Linked DNA regions of Oryctolagus cuniculus: region 1 is linked to region 2. Evidence: chromatin contacts called from public Micro-C data. All regions are on one chromosome and are shown on one strand. Each heading gives the region's core, a stretch centred on a gene start, on an enhancer-like site or on the middle of the called end of the contact. The rest is flanking DNA. Distances are from core to core; before and after follow the strand shown.

Region 1 (6,156 bases), core at 3,235-5,734, 280 kb after region 2:
GGACATTTAGAAAAACAAAAAAAATTTAAATTAATCCGTAATGGACATATTATTTGGAGGGGTAAGTACATCAAATCTGTTTCTATAATATCATATTGTCTCCAAAATCTGCTGTGTAGCATCTGAAATCTCCTACTCCCATCATCCGTGAAGGCCATCTCTTTTTTGCTGTTGACTCCTCCAGGATTGCCTGTCTTCCGACTTCCTGAACTTTTATTCCTGTCATTTATAACTTAACCTTCTACCTGCAGTGTATCTTTTTTCCCACTCCAGTCCTAAATACAATCCCATCATCTGCAAGTCTCCATGTGCCTTAAAACCGGTACACTTAAGATCGTTTTCTCCAAATCAAATCTTATTGATAATAAGCTTTGCTTCCCAGTGTTTAGTTCCATTTGCCATGACAGGACTGTTAACTTCTAAAAATTTTAACAATTTTCCTCTTAATACTAAGCTATGTAGCATGTGGTATTTACTTGTCATGTGTTGAGTATACTTTTTTTGTTTTTTTAAGGCTCACTAACTTCACTGAAACACCATAAAGATGACGTTTCGATTATCAAAACTGGAATGGATTGTGGCCTCAGTTTAGATGAAGAAAAGGTAGAATTTAAAGTGGGTGATGAAATTGTTTGTTACGAAGAAAGGGAAGTTTTAGCTAAGACTTCTTGGGATCCAGGATTTTAAATTAAAAATGGGTTGGGCATTTGGAACGGAGTGCCTGGTCCTGAGTCTGGGCTTCTCACTTAAGGTTCCTGCTAAGATGCACCCTGTTGAGGCAGGGGATGGTGCAAGTACTTTGGTCTCTGCTACTCCCAAGGCAGGCCCAGGTTGAGCTCCAAGCTCCTGGCTTTGGTCCTGGCCCAAAGCATTTGTGGGTATTTGGGTGAGCCTGTAAATGGAGGATATGTCTGTCTTTTGATTAAAATGAAAATTTTAAAAAAGACCCAGTGTCTTGCTTTACTGTCCAGTACCTTACAAAGATTAGCAATATGGCAACTGTTAGTGTATCACTAAATCTAAGTGTATGCTGTGGTTGAATGGCAGGCATCTGGGGCTGGTATTGTGGTATAGTTGGGAAAGCCACCTGTGACACTGGTGTCCCACGTGAGTGCCCATTCAGTTCCTGGCTGCTCCACTTCTGATCCTTCTCCCTGCTACCTGCTAATGGCCTGGGAAGACGTGCTTAGACCCCTGCCACCCACATGGGAGACCAGGATGGAGCTCCTTGCTATTGCAGCCATCTGTGGAGTGAACCAGCAGATCTCACCCCAACTCTGCCTTTCAAATAAATAAATAGTAACAAGAGTTGGTTGGCAGGGATCAATCAAATGAGCTTGAAACTTACTTCTTAGTACTAATAATTCTTCCTTTGTTTGGATTCATCCAGTGGAGCATTAAAGTTTAAAATTCCCAAGTTCAGGTGCAGCACTGAGTAGACAGATGTGTTCCCTTGTACTACAGACAGCAAACCTCCCACTGGAACCCCCTCCCCCTCAAGATACTTCAGATTTCTTGTGTGTCAGATGCATGTTGTAGACTCTGGGAAGGTAGAGTCTCAACTAGGGAGCAAGGAAGAATGGGACTGCTGGCATCAAGTGAGCAGAGGCCAGGGATGCTGGCAGCCCCCCAGATATCTGACCCAAAGTGTCTACTGTGGGGATGTCACCTCAAGAAACTGGCAGAAATACCAGAAAGCAAATATTTAGCACAACTCAATGTCTCCCTGCCAAAATTTAGTAGTTTAAGTTTACTATGAAAACACCAAGATCTTTCGATCTTCACACTTAAGCACCACAGAGGCACTGCCAAACACTGGGACCATCATTTCAAAGTTCAAAAACCAGTAGCTAAAGCACTGCAGTAAAATTCACAGGCAAGTATGTTAACATCTTTTATTAACTCCTCATATACAGTTACTTGTCTTCTGGTTTGTTGAAGCAGTAAGTCAGACAGCATTTGCCACAGTAATGTCTGTCGAAGTGGCTGGCCATGAACACGCCAGCACCACATTCATCTGAAGGGCACTCGCGACGCAGCCGACTGATCTTGCCGTTCTCATCCACCTGAAAGCACAAACCTGCTGTTAAGAGAACTTCCCCAGCACATCCTAAAGTCTACGTGACTGAGAACACTGAGCCTCTTCTAATACACAATGCAGGCAGCTTAGTGCTTATAAACCCACATCCAGAAGTCTCGGGACCTCTTCCATTGAAGTCAGTGTCCAGCTGTGCACAAGCGCTTACGCTAAGTCCAGAACTGACATACAACAGACTCAGAACCTTCATTTGGAGCAGGCAGCTAGAGCTGAGCTGCATTACAGAAGCTCATTCAAATACCAAAGGGGGAGAGAAAACTATTTTTAAACTGTCATTTTTGGAATACTCCACTCAAGCAAAAGTGGTTATACTGGATATTCAAATCTGCTCACTCCATAAGAAAATACCGATATATTACAAAGAAAATTGTTTCCAACAAACCCTGACTTCACTGAAAGTCTCCCCATCACTTTCAAGTGGCTCACCTTATAGTACTTCAGGACAGCCAGCTTAACCTTCTTTCTCTTATGCTTATTCTTCTTGGGAGTGGTGTAAGACTTCTTCTTCCTTTTCTTGGCACCCCCACGAAGTCTCAACACAAGGTGAAGAGTAGACTCCTGTGTGTAACAGAACCAAACAGCTTCCATAGTGCAATGAGAATGGACAACCAGCGTCACACACCTTCTAGTTAAGTGCAGACAGCACACAATACCACCTGAGAGGGATCCCCCACTCCCGAGTATGTGGTTCTTGGTTAGTTTTCAGAAATTAAAAGTATTAAATCATACCATGGGGTGTCAAACCGACTACAAGAAACTACACCAGTGCTCCTGTGACACCTCAGAATCTGATCTGTTTTCCCCACCTTTACATAGCAAATTTCCAAAACAGGGTTTTTTTGTTTTTTGTTTGTTTTTTTTTTGTTTGTTTGTTTTTAAATGGGCTACTCCTTTCCCCAAACGTTACCTTTTGAATGTTGTAGTCAGATAAAGTCCGTCCATCTTCCAGTTGCTTGCCAGCAAAAATCAGTCTTTGCTGATCAGGAGGAATTCCTAATGAAGTTCACAAAACAAAACAAAAAACACAAAAAAACCAAGATGGTAGAACAGTGTCATTTGCCCAGGTTTACAAGTAATCCTGAACTAAATAAATGGTACCAACAGCTGACCCCAACCACTATTGCAGGTCAGGCACAATTTTAAGTGTTTACATATTTCCATCACATTATTTGTTAATTTTGTAAATTTCCTTTTACACACAGCACAGGTAACAGGTCTAGAGAACTAAGTAACTTGACAAAATTCACTCATGTGGAATCACTGCAAAGATTCCAGTCATGCAGCTCGGCTCCGTGCTCACAAGCTTGTGTCTACTATGTCATTTCACAATAAACCGAGGGCACTGTTACTTAAAAAGTTTTTTAGCCGGGTTACCTGATCTCATCCCACCCCACCAGGAGCCATCAGTGTGTCTGGCTCCTACACCCAGGTTAGTTTTCCTGAGCTATCAAATACTACTTGCCTTCCTTATCCTGGATTTTGGCTTTTACATTTTCTATTGTATCCGAGGGTTCAACCTAAAAGTTGTGAAATGCAAGCATGTTGGTTACACAAAGAAAAAAACCACTGGAATAAAAACGCATTTAGTTCCATTTGACTGTTAGCACTGAGCCAGGCTGGGTGGGCAACCTTTCCAAACTACGACCGGGAAGCAGAGCCGGCTCCTTGCCCCAGCCGAGACCGGGCGGCGGCCCCCGGCCCCACGTGCTCACGCCGGCCAGCGAGGAGCGCCTCATTGCCACCGCCGGGCCTCTGCTGCGGCTGGCCGGCCGGGACCACCGAGGGCAAGTCCCGACACTAACGAAAGTCAGGCCCCGGGCCCTTGCTCGGCAAAACCACCCGCATTCGGAGCACGGCTTCAGAACCGCAATTCCCAGGCATTCTCGAAAAGCTGGAACACAGCGCCCGTCCCGCAATACCACCCCAAGTCCTCATTCAGGCCCGGGCTTTCTCTCGCACCACCCGATCGTACCTCGAGCGTGATGGTCTTCCCCGTAAGGGTTTTCACGAAGATCTGCATCCTGGTGGCGGGCCCACCTGCGCTGAAGGAAAAGAAGAACCCGATTAGACCTGGGACACAGGAGCACGACAGCGCCCAGGCCCCTGGCCTGAGAGCGGCACCAGAGCACACACTCACCGCAGATGGCGGATCGAAAAGGAAGAGCGCCGCCGGCCCACGGGGTTTCCCGGCACCCCCGCCGAAGGCCCCGCCTCTTAGGCGGCCACACCAGATGCCTGAGCCCTGATACAGCGGGTGCCTAGCCATTTGCCGTATTGCATCGTGACTCTCACGTCTTCCTAGCCTGCGCTTATTTCTGACAGTCACCTTCAGAATGCTCTCAAGACGGTGTATTTAAAATTTTAAAATGGTTTTAAAAGGCTTTTCCCATACAGTCAACGTGGCTGGGAGGGTCTTTAACAGGAGGCGGGCTCGGGGGAGAGGCCCCACTGGAGAGGCAGAAGGAAACGGAGGTGCATTCTGGGAATTGTAGTTTTCTGATGCTCTCCTCTAGCTAGGACTGCTTGTCCCAAGATGCAGTTCCACACCCTGGGTTCCTTAGTTACTATGTGCAAGTACTGGATATGGTGTTTGGAGAAAGGGCTTCAGGTGAGGACGCGAGAAGGCATGAGGCAGAGTAATGGTTAGGGCGGGGTGGGAACGAGCCGGAAATGACTAGGAGGGAAACCTTAAGGGGCAGGACAGGAACGCCGGGCGGGAAAGCGTCCTTCACCCACTCACAGAGGCAGCTGTCTGCCAGCCGATCCCTGGGCTTCCAGGGGAGGAAATCCTTGGGGCCGAGTCCAGGCAAACGGGAAAATAGGAAGTCCTAAAAATCTCTGCCGTCAGCCCTTACGTTTCTTAGCCTCAGGAAGATTCTGGCTTTTGCACCACTCTGAAACGGTTTAATCTGCTGAGAATCTCTGTAGTTTTCAAAAGGTGTTTTTTTCTTGGGCCCTCCCTCCTCCGCTGCTTCCCCAAGCCCATTAGTAGGGAGCTGGATGGAAGTGGAGCAGCCGGGACTGGAACCGGAGCGCAAATGGGATGCACCAGTCGCAGGCAGTGGCCTACCCCTCCTGCGCTTCAACGCCGGCCCCTGCGGTTTTCAGCTGTTAACACGAAGACACTGCAAAGAAGCCTGCAGAGTGGTTATTTGGTTACAGAATTTCTAAGTTTGGACGTTGAGTGAATTGGTGAAGGCCCTGAGAGGATGCCCGAATAGGTTCTGAGCCCGAATGGGGTGCTCTAGGGGCCAGGCAGGCCAAGTGGGAGCCGCTGGGTCCTCCCGGCCTTTTCTCCACTGCGCAAACCAGAGACTTTGCTAGTGTGCTTAGTGTCTTCTATGCGAGGAGCTGTACTTGGTTAGTAAGAGAAGAGCTCCTTTCTTCCTCAAACACACGTTGTTTGGATCAATATCTGATTTAATTTTGTTAAAGCTTTGTACTAATTTATGTTCTTTTTTCCCCCCTTTCAGGCTTATCACAGTTTTACTTTATTGCAAAAGCAGGTCACGACTTAAAGTTTCTCTGGTGAACAAGTGTGCGGATTGTGACTTATGTCAGTCCAAGAAATAAATAAACATGCAGTTCTCCCTCCTATCATTAGTAGCAGTGACAAGGAATTTTTGGAAAATATGCAAAGATACATAATTACAGAAACGGAAAGAGTGGGCTGTAATGAGGAAGGACCTGCTGATGAGTATTACATCATATACCGCAATGTTTTTGATAAGGTATCATAATCCTTTTAAGACGAGGAAGTGTTCCTGAGGGTGGAAATTAACTGTCTTGGCAACCAGCACTCCTGCCTGGCTTGCACCCCTGCGTGTCTGACCGGACTCCACTCTCAGTCTTGAGTTCATCCAATTTTTCAGGAAGGGGTGATGGGGAAAATGCAATTGTGGGTTTATATGGGTATTACCCAACTGTTAATCATTGTTTCAGTTAGTTTAAGAGCAGGCAATAACTTTTTGGTCAACAACCTGACTGTGATAGTCATTTTAACCCTAACTTCTGAAAATATCTATTTCATTAGCAACTGGGCCTTAAGTAATCACCCA
Region 2 (6,662 bases), core at 121-2,620:
TTTGAAAGAAATCTGAAAAGGACATCCAAGATAACTAATCATTTGATAGTTGCAACCCCTCTAACAACTTAAGTCAATGTCAGATCCATTCAAAACCTGCTGGTGCCCGAGAAACCCATTACCTTCTGAGTAAGAAGAATACATTCTGTTAGGAAGCAAACCTTCCTTCACAGAAATCGGTTCCCCTATGTCTTGTACTCGGCGACTCTAACTCTAGTCCACCGAACCTTACAAAACAAGTCTAATCTCTCTAACGTAATACAAATGTTCAAATGACTGACAGATATCACAGCTCTCAAAGTCTTGCGCAGCTGAACAACCACAATAATGGCTGTGTGTGTACTCACCCCTAAGACACGGTTTCTGGTTCCTTTTCTATGAATGGGCACCAACCAGTCTCCAAGAACTGATTATAGAACTCTAAGCATGAGCTGATTAGAAACTTAGCCCGCACACCACCGCGAATATTATGCCACGTCTGTAAGCCTCACTGGGCAGAAGCGCACCCCTCTCCATTTGGGAGACAACCGAGATTTGGAGAATTCAACAAGGGAAACAGACGTTTTGCTGAATGGTCACATGCTCTCCGTTGCTCATCGATCTCGGGTGAATCATTTCTCATCTCCTAGGCTGGCTGCACACGGACCAAATGCTAACTAGCAATATGAAGGAACCTAGAGGTAAAATGACGCGTCCCCTCCCGAGCCACCAGAACAGCTGTTGAAAAAGCCCACCCCAAAAGTACACGTGCCCGGGGCAGGGACGAGCAGGGTAGGGTGAAAGACAGAACACAGGATTAAAGTCTTAACGTTTTTCGGCGTGCGCCTGGGCTCAGGGAGAGGGGAATCTCAGACTGCATTTTCAGGTCTGCGAGGGAAAACACCGGCGGGGTGAAAGCAACTGCTCCCGCACAACCAGCGCTAAACACGGCCGACAGGAGTGGAGACCACCTCCCGGCCAAGGGCCGGTGTGAGGGAGGCGAGGAAGGACGTCGGCGCGAGCTCTGGTAATTACCTTCACATTTCTGCTCCACGAAGTCCAAGATGGGGATGGACCAGTCCGGGCCTCGGAGGAACCCCGCGATGCTCTCCACCACCCATTCCACCTCGTCGTCTTTTTCCGCAGACATACCGCCCTTCTGGGCGACGCGGATCCCTAGGCCAGGCCGCTGGAGCCTGCTGGGGCCTCCTGGCTACAGGGAGCAGCGAGGAGCGGAAGAGCTGGCCCCGCGGTCGCCCAGATACCTGGATCTAAGCTACAAACCAGTTAACGTAAAACGGTCGCTATGGCAACGTGCGTAGCCGCCCCAGGCTGCGGCCCGGAAGTGAAGCTGGCTTCCCTGGAGTCTGCGCTTCTCAAAGGAGGCGGGGGGGGGGGGGGAACGGGGGCGGGGAGAGCGTTAGAAGAACGTTTCCGATTGGTTGGAAAACAACAGCAGCGTATCAGAAGATACCTCTCCACCCATTGGTTCGGAGTTGCTAAGGCCGAGAGTAGAAGTATAGGCAGCTTTTGGCTGGAGACCCTGGTAGGAATCTGTGTGTTCCCTCCTGGGAAGTCCCTGGGAGCCAAGCCTTAGAAATGGCGGAGTGAGGGACCACAGAGTCGACAGAAGGCCTCAAAGACTTCATTTCGTCGTTGTATCCCAGCCCCTCAGTCCCAAACACTGAGAATCGCTGACCCAGAAGCCTTTGTAATTGAAGGGTTGTCTGAAAATACAAAGCTGACCAAAGCTCTGTAAGACTTGCTGTTAGGCTCTGCGGCCAATTTGCTTCCTGTAGCTCCAGACAGGTCTTTAAAAGTTCAAGCACAAATGGACATAACTACAATTAGCTTTTCAAGGGTAAAATCGAAGTTAATATTCATCTTACATCAAATAATTCCAACTCAGTTTCCAGGTTGTGATCTATTGTGGAATGAGTCTTCAAAGGTCATCATCAAGGTTCTCGGAGTCCTGGGATATCTTCATACAACATGGTTCCGTGAATGGAGTCCTTATAGGCTTATGTACAAGTATGAAACCTTTTTCACTTAGTATGTTTTCATCTTTTCAAATAAGAAAAAGTGCTTCCCTTATAGATGCGAAGTATTCTATAAACCACTCTTTAGTCTATTTTTATTTCAAAATGTTTGTATGCACATATATCTTACTTGGATGCATAAATATGATCATTAGTGTGCAATTTTTTTCTTGTTTTGCCTGTATGGTTTGGGAGTGCTATTAAGTATTCAACCATTGTTTGCTTCTGCAGACTGCTGAAATAAACATGCATGTGTTCTAGTCCCAGTCAGGGTGCCAGATCCTGTCCCGGTTGCTCCTCTTCCAGTCCAGCTCTCTGCTGGGCTTTTTAAAGTATTTTTTTTTTTTTTTTTTTTTGAAAGGCAGAGTTAGAGAGAGAGAGATCTTCCATCTACTGATTTAATCCCCAAATGGTTCCAATGGCTGGGGCTGAGCCAAGTTGAAGTCAGGAGCCTGAAATTCCATCTGGGTCTCCCATCTGAAGGCAGGGGCCCAAGTACTTGGACCGTCATCTGCTGCTTTCCCAGGCACATTAGCAGGGAGCTGGATTGGAAGTGGAGCAGCCAGGACTCCCCTAATCAGTGCTCATATGGGAAGAAGGCATTGCAAGAAATGTCTTAATCCACTGAGCCACATTGCCAGCCCCACGAACTGCTGGGTTTATTTGTTATTCCACCGGAAAGATTTTAATACAATTGCTAAATGAAAGAATGTATACCTTGATTTATTTGACCATCGTTAACTACTAGATTTGATTATTCCTACATAGCTTTCAAATGATTCTGTCAGCAAAATCCACTAGAAAAGAATTTAGGATAAAGAGACTTCAGAAAACAGTCTAGGGCTAGCACTGCCAAAGTCTTAAATGCCAGCATCCCATATAAGTGCCACTTGGAGTCCCAGCTGCTCCACTTCCAATGCAGCCCCCTGCTAATATATTTGGGAAAGCAGCAGAGGATGGCTAAAGTCCTTGGGCCCCTGCACCCATGTGGGAGACCTGGAAGAAGCTTCTGGCTCCTGGTTTCCATTCCCAGCCATTGTGGCCATTTGGGAAATGAAGCAGCAGATGGACTCTCTCTCTCTCTCTCCCTCCCTCCCTCCCTTTGTCTCTCTCTGTAATTCTGACTTACAAAAAAGTCTGCAACCAAGGGAAGAGAAGGAGCCTTTAGGCTCAGAATGATCAAAAGGTTATATATAAGGTTCCTGCTCAGGTTCCTATCCAGGCCTACTATACAGATGAGGGATGCTAGCTTCAGAGATAGCACTGTAACCTGATGGCTTCATACTCAAAAGTGACCTCAGTTCATGGTCAGGCCTGGATGGCAAAAATGGGACTTTTGGGGGCTGTCCATCTCAGCAGTTGAATCAGGAACGTGCCTAGGCACAGACCACAAACACAGAGCATAACAGAGTAAATGTGTAACGGCAAGCCAGCAAATAGCAGCTGAACTCTGTTTTGAGCTTTAGGCCCATTTCCCACTTAAGGTCCGTCTTGAAAGTTCAACTTTCCCTGTCTTCCAATTCCAAACAGTTTACTGCATGATATTTTTGTTTTGGAGTTTATGTCTTTTTTCTGATTTAACTTTTTAATTAAGAATGCACATCATCTCTGATCCCATACATGAGAACTTGGAGTGAATTCCTCCTGTACTCAGAAATGTTATAACTTTATTGGTAGCTGCCATGTGTGACTTGCCCTAACTCCTGGACTGCAAAATTGTCAGATAACTGGGTCCAGGTTCTGTCCAATGTAAGAATTTGAGGATAAGACATAGGTAAAGATCAAGAGAAACAAGATGATTTGCATGCAAAGCAAAGGTACACACTCAAGAGGGAGAGTGGGCACACTGGAATAAGCTGCACTCAGTGAGGTTTGGGTCCACCCCGGAAGTGATCTGGAGGCATAGAGGGTGGTGTCTGGGGCATGGTTAAATTGAATATTTAAAGGGGGCAGATTTGGGGGCAGACCTTGAGGTTTTACCCATTTACTTGCTCTTTTTGGAAAGCTCAGAAGTGTGATGATATCAGGTCCATAATAGGAGTAGAAGTGTCAGCCATGGTAATTTTATTATAAAGACATTACAAGCAGCTAAAGGTTGTTGCTGGAATGAAGTCTCCAGCTGCAACCATGTTGGTTATTTTGGGCCGCAGCTGGTTCAAACCAGCAGTTTCAAGGACCCCTCAATTTTCTGCTGCTTAGAAATGGGAAGTGGTTGGCTGGTGCCAGTGGGGCTACAGCACAAGCTGGACTGCAGCTAGGGGCTGGTGATGTCAGCTCTGCTTGCTAGCTGCCTCCTTGCCTTCATTAAAAATACATGTAAACTCGGGGCCAGTGCTGTGGCTCACTTGGTTAATCATCTGCCTGCGGTGCTGGCATCCCATATGGGCACCGGTTCTAGTCCCGGTTACTCGTCTTCCAGTCCAGCTCTCTGCTGTGGCCTGGGAGGGCAGTGGAGGATGGCCCAAGTGCTTGGGCCCCTGCACCCCCACAGAAGACCGGGAAGAAGCACCTGCAAACATATGCTATAACACCCTGCATTCTGTCAGCTCCTTTTCCACACACTAAGTACCCAGGCTGCAGAGAGGCCAGGCCTGGAAGCTTGCAAGCCTGGCATCTCCACACTGGTGCCGCTCATTAGCATGGAGGAAGTTCACCAACGCTCACTGGGTGTCTGCTGTGGATGTCAAGCCAGATTCTACCAAAAATCACTGATGCAAAGGTACAGCTGAAACTTTAATTAGACTATCTTCTACAGAGGCCTACTTCCACCCTAATTGAGCTAGTGGACTTTAATAATTTTGAACCTTGGTGCCAGCGCTGTGCCTCAGGTTAAGCCTCTGCCTGTGGTACTGGTGTCCCATGTGGATACCAGTTCAAGTCCTGGCTGTTCTACTTCTGATCCAACTCCCTGCTATTGCTTTTGGGAAGGCAGCAGAAGATGGCCCAAGTGCTTGGGCAGGTGCACCCACTTGGGAGACCCAGATGAATTTCCTGGCTCCTCACTTCAGCCTGGCCCAGCTCCTGCTGTTGTGGCCACTTGGGGAGTAAACCCAAGTTTGGAAGGTTTCTCTCTCTCTCTCTCTCTCTCTCTCTCTCTCTCTCCCCTCCAAATAAATAAGCACATCTTTAAAAAAATAATTTTGGAACTCACTCACTATGTGGTGAATATCCCTCATGTGTTGAGTGTGTTTTCTGTGAAATTTGTTCACATTACTTACCCCCTCTTTAAGTACTGTGAATCTAAGGGAAATTGTATGGCAATCATACTTTGATCATGTCCTTTTTTGCCAGACATAACGTTACTTCATTGTATTAAGCCCATAGACAACTATGTAATGAATGCACTTGTACATATGTTCCTGAAACACGTTCTCATTGTTTCCTCTGAATAAATTCTTCATGGGAAAATTACTGAACAGATTTTTAAAAATATCTTTGACAGGGGATGGCATTTGTGGTACAGTGAGTAAAGCCACTGCCTCCAGTGTTGGCTGACTGTTCTATTTCTGATCCAACTCCCTGCTAGTGACCTGGGGAAAGCAGCAGAAGATGGCCCAAGTGCTTGGGCCCCTGTTACCCATGTCAGAAACCCAGATGAAGCTCCTGGCTCCTGGCTTCAGCCTGGCCCAACCCTGGCCACTGTGGCCATTTAGGGAGTGAACCAGCGAATGGAAGAGCTGTGTGTGTGTGTGTGTGTGTGTGTCTGTGTCTCTGTGTAACTCTGACTTTCAAATACATCTTTAAAAAAAAGCAAAAGGAAGTATCTTGGACATCTGCTAAGTTAAAAATGATACATTATGGTAATGGCATTGTGATATAGTGGGTCAAACTGTTGCCTGCAATGCCAGCATCCCATATAAGCACTGGTTGGAGTCCTAGCTACTCCACTTCTGATCCAGCTCACTGCTAATGCACCTGGGAAAGCAGCAGGTGATATTTCAAGTATTTTAACCACTGACATCCAAGTGAGAGACCAGAAGGAGGAGGCTGTAAAAATACTATCTAACTGCATTCCACAGTACTGGGCACTAGAGTCTTTCCAGAGCTTTTCAATTTCCCTGGAGGCTTTCCCTTCTTTTGTTTTCTTTTAAAGTTCTTTTTAAAGGATTTATTTATTTATTTGAATGAGTTACAGAGACAGAGGGGAGACAGAAGGACAGAGAGAGAGAGAGAGAGAGAGGGATCTTTCATCCACTGGTTCATTCCCCAGATGGCCACAATGGCCAGACCTGGGCCAGGCAGAAGCCAGAAGCCAGGAGCTTCATCCGGGTCTCCCATGTGGGTACAGGGACCCAAGAACTTGAGCCATCCTCCGCTGCTTTCCCAGGCCATTAGCAGGGAGCTGGATCAGAAGTGAAGCAGCTGGAACATGAACTAGCACCTATATGGGATGCCGGCATCTAAGGCGGTGGCTTTACTGGCTCCATCCCACCTTTTTTTTTTTTTTTTTTTTTTTCAGGCAAAGTTAGAAAGAGAGAAAGGTCTTCCTTCTGTTGGTTCACCCCCGAAATGGCCACTACCAGGTGCTTCCTCCCGGTCTCCCATGCGGGTGCAGGGCCCAAGCACTTGGGCCATCCTCCACTGCACTCCCGGGTCACAGCAGAGAGCTGGACTGGAAGAGGAGCAGCTGGGTAGACTGGGTAG

What was found. A called contact is a pair of places that touch in the nucleus more often than the background predicts.
Region 1: a Micro-C map of ear pinna shows a contact between it and region 2, with 5 times the contacts expected there. The contact joins the promoter of RPS27A here to the promoter of CFAP36 in region 2. A contact is called at or near these places in 2 of 6 Hi-C or Micro-C datasets (ear pinna and an unstated tissue).

Annotation. Positions count from the first base shown.
Region 1 is chr2:147,358,186-147,364,341 of mOryCun1.1, forward strand. It overlaps RPS27A (ribosomal protein S27a), which reads right to left and starts at 4,485. Exons shown (of 6, transcript XM_051842885.2): 1 at 4,236-4,485; 2 at 4,071-4,135; 3 at 3,561-3,615; 4 at 3,006-3,091; 5 at 2,525-2,656; 6 at 1,882-2,066. The coding sequence starts at 4,118. The coding sequence ends at 1,917. CLHC1 (clathrin heavy chain linker domain containing 1) reads left to right here and starts at 4,578. Exons shown (of 12, transcript XM_051842880.2): 1 at 4,578-4,706; 2 at 5,572-5,829. The coding sequence starts at 5,653. MTIF2 (mitochondrial translational initiation factor 2) reads left to right here. Exons shown (of 16, transcript XM_070069096.1): 15 at 1-61; 16 at 515-946. The coding sequence ends at 687.
Region 2 is chr2:147,081,146-147,087,807 of mOryCun1.1, forward strand. It overlaps CFAP36 (cilia and flagella associated protein 36), which reads right to left and starts at 1,371. Exons shown (of 10, transcript XM_002709861.4): 1 at 1,015-1,371. The coding sequence starts at 1,129.